Linked DNA regions of Sus scrofa: region 1 is linked to region 2. The links are chromatin contacts, called in public HiChIP or PLAC-seq maps. All regions are on one chromosome and are shown on one strand. Each heading gives the region's core, a stretch centred on a gene start, on an enhancer-like site or on the middle of the called end of the contact. The rest is flanking DNA. Distances are from core to core; before and after follow the strand shown.

What was found. HiChIP or PLAC-seq counts read pairs in DNA pulled down with a chosen protein or histone mark.
Region 1: a contact with region 2 is called in an H3K27ac HiChIP or PLAC-seq map of alveolar macrophages. The contact joins two enhancer-like sites. A contact is called at or near these places in 2 of 2 datasets of contacts at active chromatin or transcription factors (alveolar macrophages and skeletal muscle).

Annotation. Positions count from the first base shown.
Region 1 is chr6:153,321,248-153,324,721 of Sscrofa11.1, reverse strand. All of the region lies in intron 3 of LOC102165506 (a long non-coding RNA gene), which reads right to left. Among named protein-coding and RNA genes, the nearest start is that of FGGY, 110 kb to the right of the region's middle. Within about 2 kb of position 1,856, at least 2 of the 83 cell types and tissues checked have an H3K27ac peak or open chromatin away from gene starts, as enhancers often do. A contact at or near this core is called in alveolar macrophages, where this site is marked.
Region 2 is chr6:153,092,647-153,095,987 of Sscrofa11.1, reverse strand. The region is part of intron 5 of FGGY (FGGY carbohydrate kinase domain-containing protein); the gene reads left to right. Among named protein-coding and RNA genes, the nearest start is that of FGGY, 120 kb to the left of the region's middle. Within about 2 kb of position 1,502, at least 3 of the 83 cell types and tissues checked have an H3K27ac peak or open chromatin away from gene starts, as enhancers often do. A contact at or near this core is called in alveolar macrophages, where this site is marked.

The DNA of each region.
Region 1 (3,474 bases), core at 607-3,106, 230 kb before region 2:
TTCTGCTGCATCACTCACTCTCAAGAACTGTCTTTTCCTTGACCAGTTATTCTAGCTGCCCTGGGTTCTACCCACCAGGTGGGTTTCCTCTGACAAGGGTAAATGAGTACCAGAACTCAGGAGAGAATTGAGGAGGCTTCCATTATAAGGGACTGTACCACCTTGGTAGTTCATTTCTGTTTGAGTCATGAATGTAGACTAAGGGTTGCTTTCAGGATTGAACCAGCACGGTTTCCTAGGCTTGAGTTTCTGTTTCCTAGGCTTGAGTACTTCTTCTTCTTTTTTTTTTTTTTTTGTCTTTTTGCTATTTCTTGGGCCGCTCCCGTGGCATATGGGAGGCTCCCAGGCTAGGGGTCGAATCGGAGCTGTAGCTGCCCACCTACGCCAGAGCCACAGCAACGCTGGATCCGAGCTGCGTCTGCGACCTACACCACAGCTCATGGCAACGCTGGATCGTTGACCCACTGAGCAAGGGCAGGGACCGAACCCGCAACCTCATGGTTCCTAGTCGGATTCGTTAACCACTGCGCCACGACGGGAACTCCAGCTTGAGTACTTCTTATGGCACAACTCTTAAGTCCTTCCTTAGCCAGGCCTATTGACGTCACTGGGTTAGAGGAGGGAGGTTGCATGAGAGACTCAATTTGCTATACCAATACCAGAAACCTTGCCCAAATTTCATTTTTGAATTTGCGCCTCACTTTCATAGCATCCGCTTCTTAATATCAATCTTGGGGACTCTGCTTGTCTCCTGAAATCTTAGTTTACTGGCCTCTGCCTGCAAGTTTGAAGAATAATAGGGCTAGAGTAGTGAGGAGAGGCTCACTTTTTTCTGTCATGTAGCTCCTGTCTCAACTTCATTACCCATTCAAATGTGCATTTCCAACTTCCCTGGGATGTACAGTAGGGATGCACAGGAGAGTTGCTCAGAAGTCTTCCCAGATTCTTTGGATCCTCCCAAATTTCCAATGTCCTAATTGATGCACCAATTTTAAGACCATACTCTTAAGGCACCTGTTTATCTGATTCAACAGGTTCAAATTCCTAACTACAGGCGGAAAGAAATTCTTTGAACAGAGGTGTAAACCTGCCCTGCTATTCTCTATCTGCTACTAGACAGGCCAAAATCAAGAATTTACTCGAAGAATAGGCACATGCAGCAAAACTTGGACATATTTCCAAGGTTCCTTAAGTTCCTATTTTGTGGGCAATGCTCTGAGTTCTAGCAGACAACTGATAATCTTTTAACCAAATGATTTTCTACCACTAACAAGGATTACTAGTATCTCATCCTTGTAGGGCTGAGTCCTCTGTAGGCAGAGCCGAGAACTCTCTACTCTATCCTGACTCAGCCAGCTTTATATCAGGGGATCTGTCAGTTGTAACATTTTACTCCCAGTACCTATTTCTGCACTAGTCAGGATCCTTTGGGTTAGAAGTAACAAAAACACATCTCAAATAAGCTTGGGCAAAGGAAGGGAGAGCTTACCGGAACCATGTGGGAAATGCTACACCATTGAAGGAGGAAAGGATAAGACTCTGAGGGCAATGACTTAACCAGATTTGGTCACTGCTCTAAGCCCACTGCCTGGAATAGAACCTGTTGAATATTACGTTAATAAAAGACCAAACTGCAATAGGGGCAGGGCTGCCATTTGGCCTTGATGGTAACTAAAACCAGCAGTTAATGTCTCAGGAAGAGAGAGATGGGACTTTACAACAGACAGCTTTGGGTTGTCTCCCCAGTCATTTACTGTCAGAACTTTCTGGCTCCATCATTTACATGGTACACAGGGATCAGCGCCAGAAGTCAAATCCATACCCTCTGATCCTTCCTCCTGGTCAGAGTTGATTGTTGCAGCACTGGCCACAAGACTGAACTGTGACTAATCACATCTGCTCTCCAAGAAATGTGAAGTGGGCCCTGAGATTCAGTCTCTTTTCTAGTGATTGAATCAGTTTCATATAACTGTAGATACTAAGTGAGGAAGAAGCGGAAGAAGAAAAAGGTAGAGGAGGGGAGGGGGAGGAGAGTGAGGAGGGGGAGAAACGAGGGAGGGGAGGAGGAGGGGAAGGGAGGCAGCAGGGAGGGGGAAAGAGAAAGGGGAAGGGAAGAGAAGAGAAGAGAGAAGAGCAGAGGGCCTTAGAGAGAAACAGAGTCCCAAATGCTTTTGAGGTCCTCGTCCCATTCCACTGCCAGGCTCAGCTAAATCCCTGTACTCGGGTTCCAAGAGATGCCTTTTATTCCTGTAACAATTTCCCCTCATTCACAGAAGCTAGCTCAAGCTCTTTTCTGACACTTTCAGCCAACAGATACCTCCCACCAATAAAAATACAGATGCTGAGAATTCTGGAAGCATACAGACATGCCTGTTAGTGAGAGAGCAGACAGTAAGTGCCATGGTCTGTATGATTCCTTCACTCCTAAAAAGAAATGATTTTGGCTTCAGCTAATAGAAAAAAAAAAACAAAAAAACTAATGAGGTCTTAAGGGACAAAGGCATTTTTTAATTGAGCTTAACTAGGAGTGAGGAGGCAGGTAACTGCCAGGTTTGTTGCAAGCCCCAACAGTGCCACCGAGCACCCAGTCATCCTCAACTTACTGGCTTTGTGCTTTTGGTCATAAAAGGTTACCACAGAGCTGGGCATTTTGACCCAAATCCAGTGGCAAACCCAAAGGGACTCTACTTGTCCTCCTTGTGTGATGGGTCTGATACATCCCTGGCCCACTTCCAGCCTCCTTCAGGGCCTGTTCTATAAGCAGCTGTGATCCTAGGAGAAGAGCCGAGGATGGAGGTGAAAGTCTGGCACTGGAGGCAGAGCCCTTGTTTTTTCTACTCATTATTTTCCCTTGAAAAAGTCATTGAGGCTTTCTATTTCTCAAGTTCCTTCAATGTTTAAAAAGAAGAGAAAAGAAAAGAGTTGTTTTTGGTGGTTGTGAAAAGTACATGAGATAATATATATATAACTATGTCTAGATTAATACTTTGCAATTTACAAGTTTCTCAAAGAATGGGACTTTGCTCCTTTCTTCTTTCCCGCCTCTTAGTTCCCCTAAGGGAGAAAGTAAAAGAGACAGCTCAGGAAAAGCATGGGCTTTGGAGTCCAACAGATTTTATTTCAAGTCCTGGCTCTGCAATTTATTATCTCTGACTTTGACAAATTACTTCATCTTGCTCACCGGTAAATAGGTACTGGGCACCTACTATGTGCCAAGCACTATTCTGCCCGCTGAGGATACAGGAGTGAACAAGAAAGACATATTCCCTGCTCTTTAAAGCTTATATTCTAGTTTGCCCATTTATTAAGACTAATAGTACATTCCATTCTATTATTGCTGTAAGGATTAGACAAACCAATTCATGGAGAATGTCTGTGAATAGCAGATGCTCAAGAAATGCTAAATCTCTTCCCTCCTTCCCTTTCTTAGGCATTATCGGACGCTGGAAAAAGTGCTGGGTTGGATGTTAGAAT
Region 2 (3,341 bases), core at 253-2,752:
GCTAAAATTAATTTGATCTCTTCTGTTGGTGCAGGAATTCAGCTTTTGAAGGACCAGGAAGAGGAAGGAAGGTGGAGGTGAAAAGGAAAAGTTGATTAATAGTGACCTGGAATATTACTCAGTCTTGGCAAAAAGCTTTTTTTTTTAAGTCCCAAATCTCTACCACAAACATGGCTTCCTTCAGATTCTGGTTACTTGTAAACCTTATGTGTACTCAAGGGGTATAGAGCAGGTAGGATTCTGACCTGTCTACCTTAACTTCCATCTTCACATAATCGTAGCTGTTCTTTGTCTTCCCTCTCTGGAAACTGGCATAAGGAGAAGAGTGAGAAGGTGGGAGAGGGCTCCACTGGTATTCATCCAGTACCCACTGGAATGCCTGTGTCCATCCTGTTTTGTCAGTGTATTAACCAGAGTCCCTGCAAAAAGCAGGTGGCACACACCAGTGGGGTAATTTAAGAAGAATGGGCAAGTGTGGGGAAACCACAGGGGAATGTACACAAGACCCCTGGGCGCCCAGAATGGGCGCCGGTGCCAAGGACAAGGGTGTGGGTGGGCGTGTTACCAGGTCCTGGAGAGATGATCTGCAGAGAGCCTCAGGAGTTTGACCATTGGTAGAGAGTCACCGCCAGGCCACACTTCCCTCTGGTCTTCTGATGTCCCTCAGTGTCCCCTCCTTGGCCAAACCAGTTCCAGGCCAGAGGGCGGGGGGCAGCAGGGGTGGGGTGGGACGGGGCTTTGGCTGTGATTCATACCACCACCATCCTGGGTGAGAAAGCAGGGTGGAGAAGGTTAGGGGGTGCATCTGAAGAGGCAGGTGGAGGATATCTGGAGCAATGGGACATTCGTTCTGATTGTTTCCCTCTTGTGGTCAGATATTTGTGGAGGAATCAGGTGGTGGGGGTTGAGGGGTGGCTGTGCTTTGGAGTCAGAGAGTCTGGTACAGAATCACATCTGCTCCACTTGCTCAAGAGTGATTCTCGGCTCTTCTAAGTTCACCAAGCTCGTGTTTCCTCATCGTATGGTGGGATCAAGTCTAATGCCTAAACCAAAAGCTTTTGGGGAGGCTCAAAACAGAAAATATTTCGCTGCTCTTGAGGGGACTTGGAAAAGGCTGGAAGAGGCTGTAGGAAAATGTGAGCAGCAGACCTCAGTGGAGTTGTTTTTCTATAAAAACAGATATAACTCTGTCGTGAGCTTAGAGTTGCTTTTTTGTTCAATACATTTTTCTATATTTCAGATTCCTTACCTCAGGAAAACGAAAACAAGGGTTATTGATAAATATGTTGGTACTACGCTCCAAGTGATAATTGTTCGCTGACACTGTGCTCTCTGCTTTACTGAGGTGTGTGGATTAGCATCCACAGCAGAGCTGGCTTGACTGTGGGCACACCGCCATGTGTCATTTCTTGTGATGTGGCCATAGGCGCAATTCTAGTGTCTCATCCCCAGGAAGCCTCTGCCAGCCCCTCCAGGGCTTCTCCTCTGAGTAACTGTAGCCCAGGGCTACTCCCAGCACTTAGCACATCCTGTTGCAATGATTCCCTCTGCTAGACTGGGACCTCCTTAGGCCCACGCTGTTCTATTCATCTCCGAATCATGGGCCTTGTCTCTTGTTCCTAAATGCTGCTTTCCTTCCTGTTGTCCAGGTTCCCTTACAGGCTACAGGGAGTCCTCAGGCTCAGGAACCAGAGCTCCTGCAGCAGAGAACAGCTGATCTATGCTTTGTCTATTCTCCATTTCCAAAGTCCTGGGGAAGAATTTTGATTATTTTCATATGGGTCAGGTCTACATCCTTTCAACTAGTCCCAGGGAGTGGTATGTTATAATGATCTCAGCTTTAGTCAGTGGTCCATTCCCAGGGGAATCTGGTGCGGTGAGTGAGGCAGGGTCTCTACAATCATGTCAGCTCTTATAAATCCATTGGTTGCAGTGGAGGAAGATGAATCAGTTAGGAATGCATTCAGCTTCATGATAATAGCAAGAAGCTCTTATTTAAATCAACGGGTTGCCCTGGGGAAGAAGCATATATCAGGAATATATTTGCAAAAGTGCAAACATTGGTTTTTGGAGGATGAAAGTATCTGAGATACTGCAGTGATGTGTAGCCTTCTAAAGCCCATCCCTACCTAACAATGTAAACAGATATGTATAGGTATTAAAATTTCATGAGGGCAGGGATAGGAAAGGTATGTCTAAAAAGGGGTTTCAGTGGATTTGATGGTGAAAAAAAAAAGGGTTGCGATGCGATGCGAGTTATAATGACAGTAATCATGCCTAACACTTATGTAGTACTTAACAAGCGACAGAATTTTTTTTTTTGCCTTATATATTTTATTAACTCTGAAAATATGGCCGTTTTACAGTGGCTTCAACAAGTAGACTTGATTTCCTACTCTCTTGCTCTTAAATAAAAGTCCAAAGGTGATTAGACCATGTCAAAATGAGCATATCTTTAGTTGTGTAGACTTTTCCTTCAGGCTAGTAACCTCATGGTTATGAGATCATTGCTGTAGCTCCAGACATTGCATCCACCTTTAATACTAGAAGAGTGGGGAAAAAATGGAGAAAGCAGTATCTCCTTTTTCTTTTTGTTCATCTTTTTTAAAAATGAGAAAAGTAAAAGCTTTTCCAAAAACTCTCCTACTGGATTTCTGCCTATGTCTCTTTGGGTGGAATAAGGTTGCCTGGCCACTTGTAGCTAAAAGACAGGTAGGGATAGGAGAACAAGATTGTTCTGTTCACTTAGATCCACACAATCTAATATGATAGCCAGCTAGGACTATTCAAAACGGGTTTTTTTGTAATTGAGATACAATTCATAGTCCATAGTATTTACCATACTAAGTGCATATTTTGGTGATTTCTTATATATTCATGAGATTATGCAACTGTCACCACTATTTAATTCTAGAATATTTTCATCACTACCAAAAGATTCCAATATTCATTAGTAGTCACTCCCCATTCCCCCTTCCCCCAGCCCGTGGCAACACAAATCTACTTTCTGTCCCTACGGATTTGTCTGTTCTGCACATTATACATAAATGGAATTATATGATATGTGGCATTTTATGTCTGGCTTCTTTCAGTTAGCATACATTTTTTAAGGTTCATTTAAGTTGGAACATGTGTCAGCACTTAAAAAAAAAGAAATAGGAGTTCCCATCCTGGCTCAGCTGAAATGAATCTAACTAGTATCCATGAGGATGCAGGTTTGATCCCTGGCCTCACTCAGTGGTTTAAGGATCCAGCATTGCCATGAGCTGTGGTGTAGGTCACAGATGCAGCTCAGATCTGGCGTTCCTTCGGCTACGGCGTAGGCCTATGGCTACAGCTCA